2 separate regions of the Canis lupus genome follow, and region 2 is linked to region 1. The links are chromatin contacts, called in public Hi-C maps. All regions are on one chromosome and are shown on one strand. The core of a region is the stretch at or near the end of the contact, and the rest is flanking DNA. Distances in the headings are between cores, read along the strand shown.

The links. Hi-C and Micro-C count contacts between places; a contact is called where the count stands out from the background.
Region 2: a Hi-C map of blood shows a contact between it and region 1, with 2.4 times the contacts expected there. The contact joins the promoter of PRCP here to the promoter of PCF11 in region 1. A contact is called at or near these places in 3 of 9 Hi-C or Micro-C datasets (amygdala and blood).

Annotation. Positions count from the first base shown.
Region 1 is chr21:16,138,847-16,145,947 of UU_Cfam_GSD_1.0, forward strand. It overlaps PCF11 (pre-mRNA cleavage complex 2 protein Pcf11), which reads right to left and starts at 3,193. Exons shown (of 16, transcript XM_038568462.1): 1 at 2,579-3,193. The coding sequence starts at 2,770.
Region 2 is chr21:16,330,508-16,337,608 of UU_Cfam_GSD_1.0, forward strand. It overlaps PRCP (lysosomal Pro-X carboxypeptidase), which reads left to right and starts at 3,256. Exons shown (of 10, transcript XM_038568483.1): 1 at 3,256-3,344; 2 at 4,399-4,587. The coding sequence starts at 4,420. DDIAS (DNA damage-induced apoptosis suppressor protein) reads right to left here and starts at 3,273. Exons shown (of 9, transcript XR_005375600.1): 1 at 3,157-3,273; 2 at 2,559-2,679.

The DNA.
Region 1 (7,101 bases), core at 1,943-4,442:
GTGTGGAAGTGCTCTTGCTTCTGATAACACCTTTACAACCAAAGTTGGCCAAGGAAACCTTTGAACAGCTTTGTATGAAAAATTTCTTTTAAGGTCCTAATAAAAGGGTTCACAAGGCCACTGCATGTGGGTAAACTAGTAAGTACCAACATGTCAAATGCTTTATTGCTGTGTCTTTATCTTACCATGTCATGTTTTACACCATTTTTAGTCTTTGTTGTACTTAATGAAGACGGGCTCTTTAAAACCAAAATCTGTTCAGTAGGCTAATTTTTTATTGTACAAGTGAATCCCGTATGTAATAGTTTTTCACTACTACTGCCTCATGGGAGGAGTCAAATCAAGTGTGAATCTTTAAGTTTAGTAATGCTGAGACGCTAGAGAATAAGGACACAAAACATTCACCTCCAGAAAACACAAAACCAAGCCAGTTTGCTACCAAATGACAGAAAATCCCTCCCCTCACCCTCAACCCCAACCCTGATTATTTCCCCAGTGACTTTTACATCTTTTCCTCAAAACCTGGCTTTCCAAAAATAACCAGGAAACGTGTTCCAAAAAAAAAAAAAAATTCAGCTTTATCAGCAAATAGTCCATCTATTTTCACCACTCTGTGTAGCCATACACAAATACAAATTTTAATGTGGTCACTATAGTCAGTTTTCACTTCTCGAAGGTCTTCTGGATCCATTAAAAACCAGCAAGGAAACTGTTGAGTGACAACCTGAACTGCTAAATATTAGGCTCTGTGGAGTATTAGTAATTCCAAAAATACTAGGTAATTAGATTTTTTAAATCAATGTTTGTTTGTTTTTTTAAAAAAACGCCAAGTGCAGTTTTGTTTTTTAAAAAAGGCATTCAATGTCAAGTTAAGCCTTCAATAAGGCAAAAACTAATTTTTCACGTCCAACATGTTTGTGGTATCAATAAAGAGGATGTTGAGTACAAGAAATGCTTCCTTAAGTCTCATACTTTAAAAAAAAACAATAGCTGTTTCACATTCACAGGAAAAGGTGAATGAAGACTTGCATTTTAGCTGTCAGACTGAGCATGACAAAGTTGTTGGGCCCTTAAAAACAAAACAAAACAAAACAAAAAAAACCTTTACTTTTTGTCCTCTTTAAATTAAGGTATGAAAGGACCACCTGAAACCGTGTATCTTGTGAACACATTTACCCAAAAGAGTGGATGGAACCTAAAGAATGAACCCAAGTCACTTAAAGACTTTTGTTTAAAACACACAACCACGTAGATAAAAATAAGTCTTGGAAACAGATTCTACACCTTACAAAGGTAAATAAAAAAGACAAATACATATTTTATATGTTTTATTCACAAATTTTATAATACCAGTCACACATTTCAAAACCATTTATTAGAGTCAGACCACTCAGTTGTACACTAGACAGAAACCGCCTCTAAACAATATATTGGTGGTTGTTGTTAAAGTGGCCTTTTAAAAGGGGTTCACTCTGCTAAAAGGAGGCTCATCCTGTTAATTTCAATCACTAACAACTAGAAAAAACTAAACCGTAAGTACAAGCTTGAAAAATAACTTAAAAACGTAATACTGGGAAGCTATTAGAACTCATTATGATAACTAAGTTTAACAGTAACTTAAATGACATATCGCTCCCACATGAATCCACAGAAGAGGAGGACTACAGGGAAATAAAGGGTGGCAGAGGACCACTTCTGTCAAGGGGTGAAGAAAAGCACGTCTTCACTATCAGGGAAGGGAGGAAAAAAAGAGAAAAGGAAGAGGAGGAGGGACTGAACTTTTCAAAAAAAAACTACAAGTACGTGTTACCCACTGGGCCAGTTCTCCACCTACAGGTTGGATAAGATCTCCTCCCCCCCACCCAAACCCCACCCTCACCCCCAATTTCCCGTATTTGGGGGCAAATTAGACCCTCCGATAGGAGAATAAAAGTTATAGCTAGCCGCCCCCACCCCAAAACGGGGCTGACGGGTGTGAGCAGCTGCCTGGCTGGCAGGGAATGGATTCTCCTCTCTTCCCTTTCGCATCATGTGCTTTTCAGGCGCCATGTTGGGCTCCTAACAGGCGGCTGCTCCACTCGGGGCCAATTCCCTATTCCCACCCACCAACAGCTCGCTCCCAGGTCCCCCTTCACCTCCTTCCAACCCACAGAGCACAATTACCCAAAAGGGTGCGGGGGGGGGAGGGGAGGGCGGGGAATGGGAGAACCACCACTCCCCACCTTCCCGGGGGTTAAAATGGTTTTAACTCTTACTTCCCCACACCACAAACTGCCTTTAAGTCTCCCCCTCCCCGAAGGGGTCTATTCAAAGCGTGTGTGTCGGGATATACAATGCGGTGGCCTAAATAGGGAGTTGGTAAGCGGAAGTAGGACTCCACCCTTCGCCCTCCCCACTCCCTCCCCCCCAAGAGAGGCCCACGCTCGAAGCCTGGGCCAAAGACCGAGCCTGAGTTGGAGGTGGAGGGTTGGAGAGGAGGAACACTGTCCCCCTTTGGATGGAAGCGAGACCTGGGATGAGGCTGACACTAAAATCAGGGAGTATTAGAAGAATAGGAGGCTGCGGGGTGTATAAAAACCTTGGCGGTTTGGGCCTCGATGAGAGAGACGATCTCCTTGGCGAAGGGCAGGTTCTCCTCGGCTAGAATGGTCAGCATATTGATGTGCGGTTTGCTATTGAAGGTCAGGTCTTCGAGTGATGATTGATAATCCCGACAGGCGTCCTCCCGGGCCCCCGCAGTACCGGCCTCGGCCGGCGTCTGCTCTGACATTGCGCCGCGGCCCCCCTCCGAGGTCCGCCGCAGCTGAAGCTGAAGCCGCTCTCGACACCCCGCCTCCCTTCCGACTCCTCTTCCTCTCCCCGGGTCTCTCGCGGCTCCGGCTTCACCACATGCTGACCGCGGAGGGGGGTTGGGGGACGACACGGGGGGAACCTCGGGTGTGAAACGCCGCCGTCTCAGGGGTGATCTCCGTCCACTTCCAGCCGCCACAGAAGCTTCTTTCTCCACAGACACAAAATGGCGGCGGCAGTGGCGGCTCCAGCTCCGAAAATGTCTGTGTTCCCAACCGCTGCGTCGTGCGAAATGAGCAAGGGGAGGGGAAATGTGCGGTAAAAGGGCGGGGCCGTTGATTCAGCCGGGCGTGATTGGCCCGGCCCGCAACGTCACAAGCCCCGCCTTCGGCCCTTCCGCAGGACGTCCTGGCCCCGCCTTCTGCTACGGGCCCGGCCCGGGCTTTCGCAACACCTCCTGCTCCGAGGTGCGGCAAAAAAGACGGCCCCTCTCATTGGCCGGTTCGTAAGGGACTGTGCGGTCATTTGTTACCATAACAACCCATTCGGGGAGGCCAATAGGCTTGGGGGAGGCTGTGCCCGAGGCCCAACCCAGCCAGTTTAAGCGGAAAGCTCAGCCGTTCCCCGCTTGGTCCCTCCCTCTGCAGCCCCGGCCGCCGGGCGGTTCCGTCAATCGCCCTCCCTCCCGCCCGCCCCGGCGGCCGAGGCGGCGGGGGGTGGAGGCCGAGCCGAGGCTTTCGGCCGGGCCGGGCCCGCCCCGCGTCGCGCCTCGCCTCGCCTCGCCTCGCCTCGCCTCGCGGCTCAGGCGCTCCCGGGAGCGCGGGCGGGTCCGTCCCTGCACCGGGGCCCGGAGCGAGACGCCGAATTAGCCCGGAACCTCGGGAGGAGTCTGGAGAGCGGCCGCCCGCGCGGTGCCTCCCGAGCTACAGACAAAAACACCTCGGCCGGCTTCCTCGAGTCGAATCCCCAGGAAAACGCTTTTTTTCCGGAGGTTGCGTGCGAAAGGCTTTTCCCTGGGGACTGGGAGATCGTGGGGAGCCGACTGGGATCTGTAGGAAGGGTGTCTCTCGACAGCCACGCCCAGCCCCAAGCCTGAGCCCCTCTTTCTCAGTCTTCACTTCGAAACAGCCTTAGCATACGCGATTTGGGGCACGCAAGAAAAAAAAAAGCACATTTTACTTGCAAGAGTCTTTCCCAGACTTCTGAAGTCCTATGTGGAGGTTGAGAATGATGCTCTCGAGGCGAAAGCACTAGATAGCTCTGCCGCGCAGCGGAACTGTCATCCCGGCACGATAAACTAAAAGGGTACTTTGGGTTGTTTTGTTTTCATTGAATAGATGGTAACCTGAAAGGAGTCTAAAAAAAATAGGTATTAATTACATAAAATTTGCTTCAAAACCGCCCTCCTTTGACAGCTAGGCCCTGCACAGATACTTTGATCCCCAGTAGAAACTGCTCCTAAGAAATAAATCAAATCCCTTATTTGTCCCATATAAAGTAATATTTTCATGTCTTATTTTTGTTTGGCTTTTTAAAGCAGCTTATGGTATGATACACTGTAAACTGCACACACTTAAAATGTACAAGGCTGTTTGACCTGGTGCCGTGTTCCGACGTGGTATCTCCTATGAATGAGAAGTAAAGCCTGGGGGAGACAGCTTATCTCTTCTCATTAGAAGCTAAGAAATATTGTTAAATAGATTTTCTTGATTTCAGTAATTTCATACATTTGCTCCGGGTGGTGTTTATTTAAGTAGGCTCTAGCCCAGCGTGGAGCCTAGGGGCCTGAACTTGACACCCTGATAATCAAGATCTGAGCTGAGGTCAAGAGTCAGCCCCCTAACTGAGCATTCGTGGCGGTATTTAGATATAACAAACACAGCTAAAATAAAGGAACTTTCAAACTTCCTGTTTTCTGGAGGAAAATGTGGGGGTAAAATAATCCTCCAGTCGTTTTCCTTGTAATTTTAAAGGTGAATTTAGTTACTAAACTTTGAGTTATAAAAGCTATCTATCTGCCCTTCGTTATCTTTTTATAATCTGTTAGCAGCGAAGTACACTTTAAAAAAGGTTTTTAGGGGTGCCTGGGTGGCTCAGCCCCTCAAGCACCCCAACTCTTCAGCTCAGGTCTTGATCTCAAGGTCCCTAGATCTAGCCCTTCCTCTAGCTCTGCACTCAGCAGGGAGTCTGCTTCTTCTCGCTCTTTCCTTCTCCCTCTGCTCTTCCTTCTGGTTGTGTGAGCCTGCACTCTCCCTCTCTCATGCACACAACTGTGGGAAGGGGCAGAAGGACAATATCCAAGCAGACTACCACTGAGCTCTGAGCCCAGCTTGGGGTTGGAGCTCATAACCCATGAGATCAGGACCTGAGCAGAAACCAAGAGTTGGAAGCTTAACTAACTGAGCCACCCAAGTACCCCAACTTTAAAAGATCCTTAAAAAGATAAAATAAGTTTTCAAAGTTCTAATTTGGCTTCTATTGTATCCCTCACACAGTGCACAGAATAATATATGCTTGACATTTAAATCAGATCTGTATACCCTCAAAAAATGTGGAAAACTCAAGTGCTGTAGCAATCTTTTTCAAATCATGTGCTAAACTGCAAGAAGAATCTTTTCTGTTTATTTTATTTTTAAGTAAGCTCTATGCCCAGTGTGGGGGCTTGAAGACACAACCAGAGTTCAAGAGTTGCATGCTCCACCAACTGAGCCAGTCAGATGCCCTAAGATTTTTTTTTTCCTATCCTCAGGACAGACCACAAATTAGATAATCAGTATTTTTAAATATACGAATGAATGAATACAAACTTCTCCCATGATAGTTTCAGTGCCAATTCTTTTATCAGAATATGCAATTAATGCACTCTTTGCACCAACCTGAAGCCCAGTTATCTGCCCTCTCTAGGCTAGGTGCAATGGTGAACATGGTAGGCCCTTGGCTTGACCTTAATGAAGTTTATAATCTTATGGAATAATATGAAAAAGTACTGCATCTGACAGGAAACGGTGGGTATTCCAGAGCTATTTCAAAAATCAAGCCCACTGGATCCCTGGGTGGCGCAGCGGTTTGGCGCCTGCCTTTGGCCCAGGGCACGATCCTGGAGACCCGGGATCGAATCCCACGTCGGGCTCCCGGTGCATGGAGCCTGCTTCTCCCTCTGCCTGTGTCTCTCTGTGACTATCATAAATAAATAAAAATTTATTTTTTTTTTAAAGATTTTATTTATTTATTCATGATAGTCACACAGAGAGAGACAGAGAGGCAGAGACACAGGCAGAGGGAGAAGCAGGCTCCACGCAGGGAGCCCGACGTGGGATTCGATCCCGGGTCTCCAGGATCGCGCCCCGGGCCAAAGGCAGGCGCCAAACCGCTGCGCCACCCAGGGATCCCTAAATAAAAATTTATAAAAAAAAAAATCAAGCCTACTAATTATTGTGTTTCCACAAAACAGAAAGCCTTTCCATTTTTTTGAGGAAAATAACTATACTCCTCCCTTGGCTCACAGAGTGTTTACAAGAGGAGTTAATTCCTCCCCAAACAACCTCTGTTCTAGGCAATCAGGTACCCTTCTAATGTAAATAATTAACTGACACTGCCAGCAGGTGGAATTTCCCCTTTTAATATGTGAATCCAGTGTGTATAAATAATATGCATGAATAATATTTACATTTATTTGTACATATATATGGACATACGCACACACACAATTGACCTGTGAATGGCACGGGGGTTGGGGCACCCACTATCTACATGGAGGAAAATCTACATATAACTTTAACTCTCCATATACTTAACTACTAATAGCCTACTGTTGACCAGAAGCCTTACCCATAACATAAACAGTCAATTAACACAAATTTTGTATGTTAGATGTATTCTATACAGTATTCTTACAATAAAGTAAGCTAGGAAAAAAAATAAATAAATAAAGTAAGCTAGGGCAGCCCTGGTGGCGCAGCGGTTTAGCGCCGCCTGCAGCCTGGGGTGTGATCCTGGGGACCCTGGATGGAGTCCCACATCTGGCTCCCTGCATGGAGCCTGCTTCTCCCTCTGCCTGTTCCTCTGCCCCCCTCTCTCTCTCTGTGTCTCTATGAATAAATAAAATTTAAAAAAAAAAAACAATAAAGTAAGGGATCCCTGGGTGGCGCAGCGGTTTGGCGCCTGCCTTTGGCCTAGGGCGCGATCCTGGAGACCCAGGATCGATTCCCACGTCAGGCTCCCGGTGCATGGAGCCTGCTTCTCTCTGCCTGTGTCTCTGCCTCTCTTTCTCTCTCTGTGACTATCATAAATAAATAAAAATTAAAAAAAAAA
Region 2 (7,101 bases), core at 2,006-4,505, 190 kb after region 1:
TCTTCATCTCATGAGTTCAAGCCCCATGTTGGGTGTGGAGCCTACTTGAATTAAAAAAAAAAAAAAAAAAAAAAATCCTTAACAATAAAAAACCCCCAAGACACCACCCAGGAAACTCTTGGTGAATACAACACAGTTTGTCCATTGAGTTTATGATAGATGAAGGGATAGGGAGGGTGACAAAATTAGATAGAAAATACAGGCTCTTGTGTTCAAGAAATTTATAAACTGTTGGCTAAGACAATGTGTAACTACTAAGGAAGTGACATTAAGGTACATACAATATCTGCAAGCTCCAGACTTCCACATGGAGGAGACAGTTATAGACAGCCATTATTTTGATGTTCCATAGACACCTCAAGTTTTAATAGGTAAAAAACCTGAATTCTTAGTTTCCTTTCAAACTTCTTTGTAGAGGCTGCTTTTAGACAACAGGCTTGAGCAACGTAATGAAGAGCAAGGCAAAAGGGCCTACGGTGACCACCTGCCTGAATACAGACAGGAGACCTACCTCAAAATATCCATAGGCCCTAAACAGATCAATGGGCTACTTACAGCAGGCACAGTTACCAAAAAAGGGAAAATTCCCTACGTTGCCATACCTCTTTATCTTCCCCTTTAAATACAGCCCTACTCATGCTCTCCTGTCAGACAGTCTCACCTTTGCTGTCCTGCCCACCACTCCCTTGTGGTGTATTCAATAAACTATCTCCTTTGTGCTGCCTTGGGTGAATCCTTTCACCGCCCACGCCACTGGTTTTCACTCAATCACTGCCCCACATTTGGGGCCCCCATTCAATCGAACAGACAGCACATTCTTTTCTTGAAATTTTCTCCATGTCAGCAAATAGCACTATTCTTCAACCAGTTAAGTCAGGTCAGATACTTAGGAATCATCTTTCATTTCTTTTTCCCTCAAGTCTCAAATTATACTCATCTGTATGTCCTTCTATTTCCAAATCTAAGAACCACTGTCCACTTTTCCCACATATGTTCTGCTACTACGTAATCCAAACATCATCACCTGTTGCTTCTGCTGCCGCATTAGCTTCCTAACTGCAAGATCTGGTCCCTGCCCATCTCTCAAGGCTCATTTCATCACCTATCCTTTCTGAATACCTTCCAGCAGCACAGATCTTTCCTTAGGTTTTTGAGCACTCAGATGACAACTTCTTCCCTGGCTTAGGGCCTTTGTACAATCTATTCATTCTGGAATGTTCTTCCTTTTCTTTATTGCATGGCTGGATCATTCTCATCTTTTAGGCCTTGCTTTAAGAGTCAACTCTTGTGTTAGAAAAAAAGCCACAGGCCCCAAATGAAGTCATTTGCAGAGTCCCCAAACTGGGGCTAACTACCTCAGCTAACTGCAGTTTCAACTTCCCCCAGAAATATAGTCTTAACTGGTCAATAAGGAATTTTCTGGATCAGTGCCAACAAGAGCTCTCTCCATCTCAGAAAGGCAATCTGCATAAGACTCCTTGCCCTTCCCCCAGAGGAAGACTGACCTTGCCCAGAACAATCCTTTTCTTTTGCTAATAACTTCCTTGCCCTACTTTCTTTCCTATAAAAACCTATTTTGTATGACTCTTTGGAGCTCTCTTTTATTTGCTAGGTAAGATGTTGTCTGAATCATTTAAAAAAGCTAACTTGATCTTCAAATTTACTTGGTCAAATTTTGTTTTTCAAGACTTGAGAGAGGCCACCTGAAACGAGCCTAACTCAGTTTCCCCTTCTATTCTTAACTCCACCTATAAGAGTTAAGTTCCACTTGGTGAGGAATCTAACTTGTTCACTATTGTAATCCCAGTACCTAGTAATTCTTGGCAAAGGGAGGCACTTACAACTATCTTCAGGATAGGGCTGCCTGGGTGGCCCAGTGGTTCAGCGCCGCCTTCAGCCCATGGCATGATCCTGGAGATCCGGGATCAAGTCCCGCGTCGGGCTCCCTGCATGGGTCTTGCTTCTCCCTCTGCCTGTGTCTCTGCCTCTCTGTGTCTCTCATGAATAAATAAATAAAATCTTAAAAAAAAAAAAAAAAAAAAACTATCTGCAGGATAGTGGTGCCTTGGTGGCTCAGTCAGTTAAGTGTATGCCTTCCACTTGGGTCATGATCTGGAGTGCTGGGATGGAGCCCCCATTACACTCCTTGCTCAGCGAGGAGCCTGCTTCTCCCTCTCCTTGTGCGTTCTCTCAAATAAATAAGTCAAAAACAATATCCAAACTATCTGCTATCACTAACTACTAGGTACTTTGTGACCCAGTTTTGCAGGGTGCAGAAAGGCTTCCTGAGTTAAAAGACAATAAAACTGAAACTTAAGGAATGAGTATGAATTAGCCAGGTTAGAAGCGATCTGGAGGTGAGGTGAGACGGTGGATTTGAGGAACTCAAAGACTTTTCATAGGGCTGGAGCAGTACAAAACAAATATGGAGAGGCAGGCAAAGGCTAGCAAGAAGGGCCCTGTAAAATATGTGAAGAAGGTTAGGCTTACCTTGAGGGCAAATAGGAGGCAAGTAAAGATTTTAAACCGGGAGTGCTCTGGCCAGATCTGCGACTTACCAGATAGCCTGGCAATGTGGAGACTGGATTGGAAAGTAACACGAAGTAAGAGCCAGCTGGGAGGCTGGAGACTGGAGCTATGGAGAAGTCACGGTGTTCCAAGTGGCCCACAAGTGGAGGACTGTGTGGATTCGAGATATAATGACTGGCTGAGTATAAGATAGGTAAGGAATGTAGAACAATTTCAAGTTTCCGATTTGAGCACACTGACAAAACACTCTTCCCTCTAGGTCACAAAACGATATGGAAAAGCCCCCTTTTCAGCACTCAATTACTCAGCAAAGCCTGCTAAAGCCGCATCTCCGAGCACCTCAAAACCCGGATGGTACTTTTCCTTTGTTTTATCGGTTCCAGAGGCTCACCCTCATCTAGCTCGCTGGCTAGGCAAATGTGGAGGAAACGCTCGCTGAACTGTATCAACAGCACGGCCTAATTCTAAATGACAGACAGACCCTTTTTCCTGTTCACTCTCATGGCCACCCTTCTACAGAGAAAGACTAACTCCTGAGAAAACAACAGGGAACGCTCTAAGTCTCACCCACGACGACACTCAGGGCCACGTTAGGAGTCTCGCCCTTTGCGCTCCACAGCTCCTCACCTGAGGCACACGACCGAGACTCGTCCGGGCGACGCTCCGCGGTGCCGACCGCTGGGACCCGGCGACGAATCAAGTTTCCAATCAAAACTCCCGCGTCCTTTTCCGCCGGAAGTGACGTTTGGGCAGTGGCTGCTCACAGCCAATCAGAAGAAGGCGCCGCCGAGGGTGGAGATTGAACGCGGCGTTCTGTGAGTTTCTGGGAACGACCATTTTCGTCAAACTGTGGGTAGAGACAGGGTTTGGGGGATGTTTTTCCCCGACTGGTGCCGCAGTGGCACAGTCTATAAAGTTGGTTTTGGGGGCAGCGTGGGGGTCCCAGGAAGGGGTGGTAGCGCCCCTCAGATCGGGGTTCGGCAGGGCGCCTGGAAGGAGGAGTGGGAGCTGGGCAGGGGAGCTTGGTGGCGCGGAGAAGAGCAAGAGGGGGATGGAAGCGGGGTCTGAAGCGGGCTACCCGCCCGGGGCAGGGGACCGGGGCGTATCCTGGACGAAGGGACCCGGACCTAGCGGGACTCGGGGGGGCTCCGGGCCCCGGAGACTCCAGCTAAGGGATGGCTTGTGTGGGCAGCGCGGAGGTTCGGGGTGATGGGTGAGCGGACTACCGCAAGAGGTGGTTGGCTGACATCATGGAGGTGGGATGCGAGGGCCGGACCGAGCGGGCTGCGAAGCCGCGCTCCCCTGCCTCCTGAGTAACCCAGTGCAATGCCCTCCACCCCTCGGGACCTCGGTTTCCTCAGCTGTCAGTGGGAGTAGCCATCACGCGACACACGGATTGCTGTGATGCTGGAGTTAGAGGCGTGTGTGCCATTATGCCTAGCGATATAGGGACACGTAGAGAACGCTCAAGGAATTGTCATGGCAGCTCTTATTATTATTGTTATTATATGGGGTTTGCGGAGGGCAAGGGGGGTGGCAATGGAACTGAGGCCGACCGGGCAGGGCAGGAAAGGAGGTGCTGGGCTTGGAGAGCGCTCTGTCCCCAGGATGGGATTCCGGCGGTCCGGTGGGAAAGGGGTGGACTTGGACTGGGGCCGCGATGAAGGTGGACTCGGAAGAGGGGACTGCGCCAGAGGAACGTGAAAGGCTGCGGCGCCGCCGGGGACCGGGGCGGGGCGGGGCGGCGTGGGCGCCCAGGCTTGGGCGGCGTTGCTCCGGGGAGGAGCCTCTGTGCGGTGGGCGGAGCTGCGGGCTGGGCTCGGCTCTAGCTCCGCGTCTCTGCCGGTCTCGCTCCCACCCGCACTGCAGCCGCCAGCCGGAGCCGTAGCCATGGGGCGCCCCGCCGTCCTGCTCCTGCTCCTGGCTCTCCTGACGCCTGGGGTCGCCATCCCTGTACCGCCGGCCGTGAAGGCCCTCAGCAGCCTGCGCTGGTCAACCAGTTTCACCTCCCGCCATTTTACTGGCGCGAAGTACTCGGTTCACTACATCCTACAGAAGGTAAGGCGGGGCGGGGCGGGGCGGGGCGGGGCGGGGCGGGCGTCGGGGAGCGCTCGGGCTGCGCAGTCCCTGCCTAATGGACCCGAGCCTAGGCACTGGAGCTCACCCAGAATTTCAGACCCCTAATGCCTAGGACTTGTCCGATCTTTGGCTCACAGTTTCTAGACAGTGGCACCAAGTTTCAGTTCTGTTTAAAATCTCTTCTCCCGTGAACCAGTAGTTTAATATCAATCCTGGTTTCCACACTCTCTTCTAAAATTGGCTGTGACAGTCACTTCAGCTTCTGCTCCCAGAAGATGATGCTCTAATTCAAATTCTCCTCACCTCCCGTCAAATTAAAATTGTTTGATGCCACCTGTGACTCCTACTCCGTCGTGACAGTCATCGTTTGTCCAAAAGCAGCCTTTAAATACACATTTCCAGTATCCTATTAGGTAATATGTAGTATTCAACCCAAAACACCAGCCTGTCATCTCTTGCTCAGCTCAAAGTTGATTTTGTCGCCCTCTGATTAAGGGTTTTTAACCATTCCTGTTCTCCATAAGACTGAACATAACGTGTAGCCCACGGTTGTAAAGAAAGTTGTAGAAGAAAGTCAAGATTTGAGGGTGGGGATTAGCATCTCTGCAGTTCTGAAGCTTGAGTTTAGAAGTTTAAAGTAGACTTGATGGCTTTGTGCTTGGCTGCCTGAAGCATGACAAGACTGTGTGAAGTGACGAGATCTCTTACCAGTTTGTATTTCTGGGAACCTGTGTAAAGACAGGTAAAGACTAGGAAAAGGTTTGGACTTAGAAAGAATGCAAGAGTCTGAGGTTTGGCTTTTGGAGTTGAATAGAACAGCATTCCACTCTGCTAGCTCTGTGAACTTAGGAAAGTTACGGTACTTCTCTGAACCCTGTTCTTGGGGCCCTTGATTGGCTGCGTCAGTTAAGCCTCTGCCTTTGGCTCAGTCACGTGGTCCGTGGGTCCTGGGATGGCGCAGGGCTCCCTGCTCAGCGAGGAGTCTGCTTCTCCTTCTCCCTTTGCCTCTCACCTGCTTGTGCTCCCTCCACCCTGCAAGTGCATGGTCTCTTTCAAGTAAATAAAATCTTAAAAAACAAACAAACAGTAAACGCAGTTTCTTGATCTGGGGATTTGGTGATGATTAAATGAAAACAGATGACATGTCCCCAGCAGAATATTTAGCCCTGAATCTTGAATTCAGATAGACTGATTGAATGAATTTGTAACTTATAAGGAATTATTTTTAACCCAGAAATTTAAATTACAGTTTATGAGGAAGAGAAAGCATTTTATTTCAGCAGAGGAAATGAAACAGGGATTTTTTTTTCAGAATTAATTAAATTAATTCACTAAGCTACACTTTCATTTGTAAATTGAGAGGATTGAACAAGGAGCAGCATATTACATACTGCGCTAAGGAAAATTAAGGCTATTTGGGGAGCTGTCTCAGAGGGTTGGTGGATGAAGGGTAAAGTGGAGGCCAAGTTAGGGTGCTTCAGTAACCCCTCTCTCTCTGAACTCTTTGAGCCTGAGCTTTAGTCTGTTTCATATTTGGGGATTTTGTATATGATTATTTGCAGAGTCTTATTGGTAAAATAAAATTGAAAGAGAACTTTTGGAATGAGGATCTCTGAATTCTCCTTAGAAGTGATGAAGGGCACCTGGGTGGCGCAGTCGGTTGTGTCTTTCTCACACAAAAGAAGAAGAAGAAGGAGGAGAGAAATTATGAAAAAGGGAACTATCAGCAGAAAAGGGGGAACAAAAGGGTGGAAGAGACCAAATGATCTGTGAGCCCTTAATTTATCTTCCTTCATTATACATTCCTTTCTTGACCACTTAAACTATTTAGAAATATAATTTAAGAGTTCTTTTTCCTTTTTGGTGATTTGTTTGACCTTACTCAGCCACCCTTTGGCTTAGTTTATATTTTAGGACACAGATTCCACATATATGTGTATTGCTATAATAATAATTTTCCTTATATCAACGAGTTGGGTTTTATTTCATTTTGTTGAGAAAACTTCCACATACATATTTATTACATAATAATGATTATCGTAGTTGCCAATTCTGGACCATAGGTTTTTAGTTGGGACCATGTATAAACTCAACCTTAATTTTTTTTAGTTAGAGGACATGAAATGCTTTTATGCCTTTTAATAATAAACATCATTATTATAATTGTAAGCCTCAGTTTTTATTCAAGGTTGAATTTTTATCAACCTTTGTAATGATTTTCTTTATCTGTAGTTATATCTGTCTAGTTGACCAAGCTATTCCCAGCTATCTTTATATGCACATAAATTCCATGAATGGTCTGGATATAAAGGCCCTTTCCCTCCCCTTTGCTCCTCAATGCACACATGTACTTTTAGCAACTTAGAACAGAGACTCAACTGAATTTTACAGTGTCAGAAATTCTATCTGGAATACTATCTCTCTTCTTTCCAAGTTAAACTCGTACCTGTAATCCAGCTGAAATATCACCTCTTCTCTGAAGCCTTCTTGACT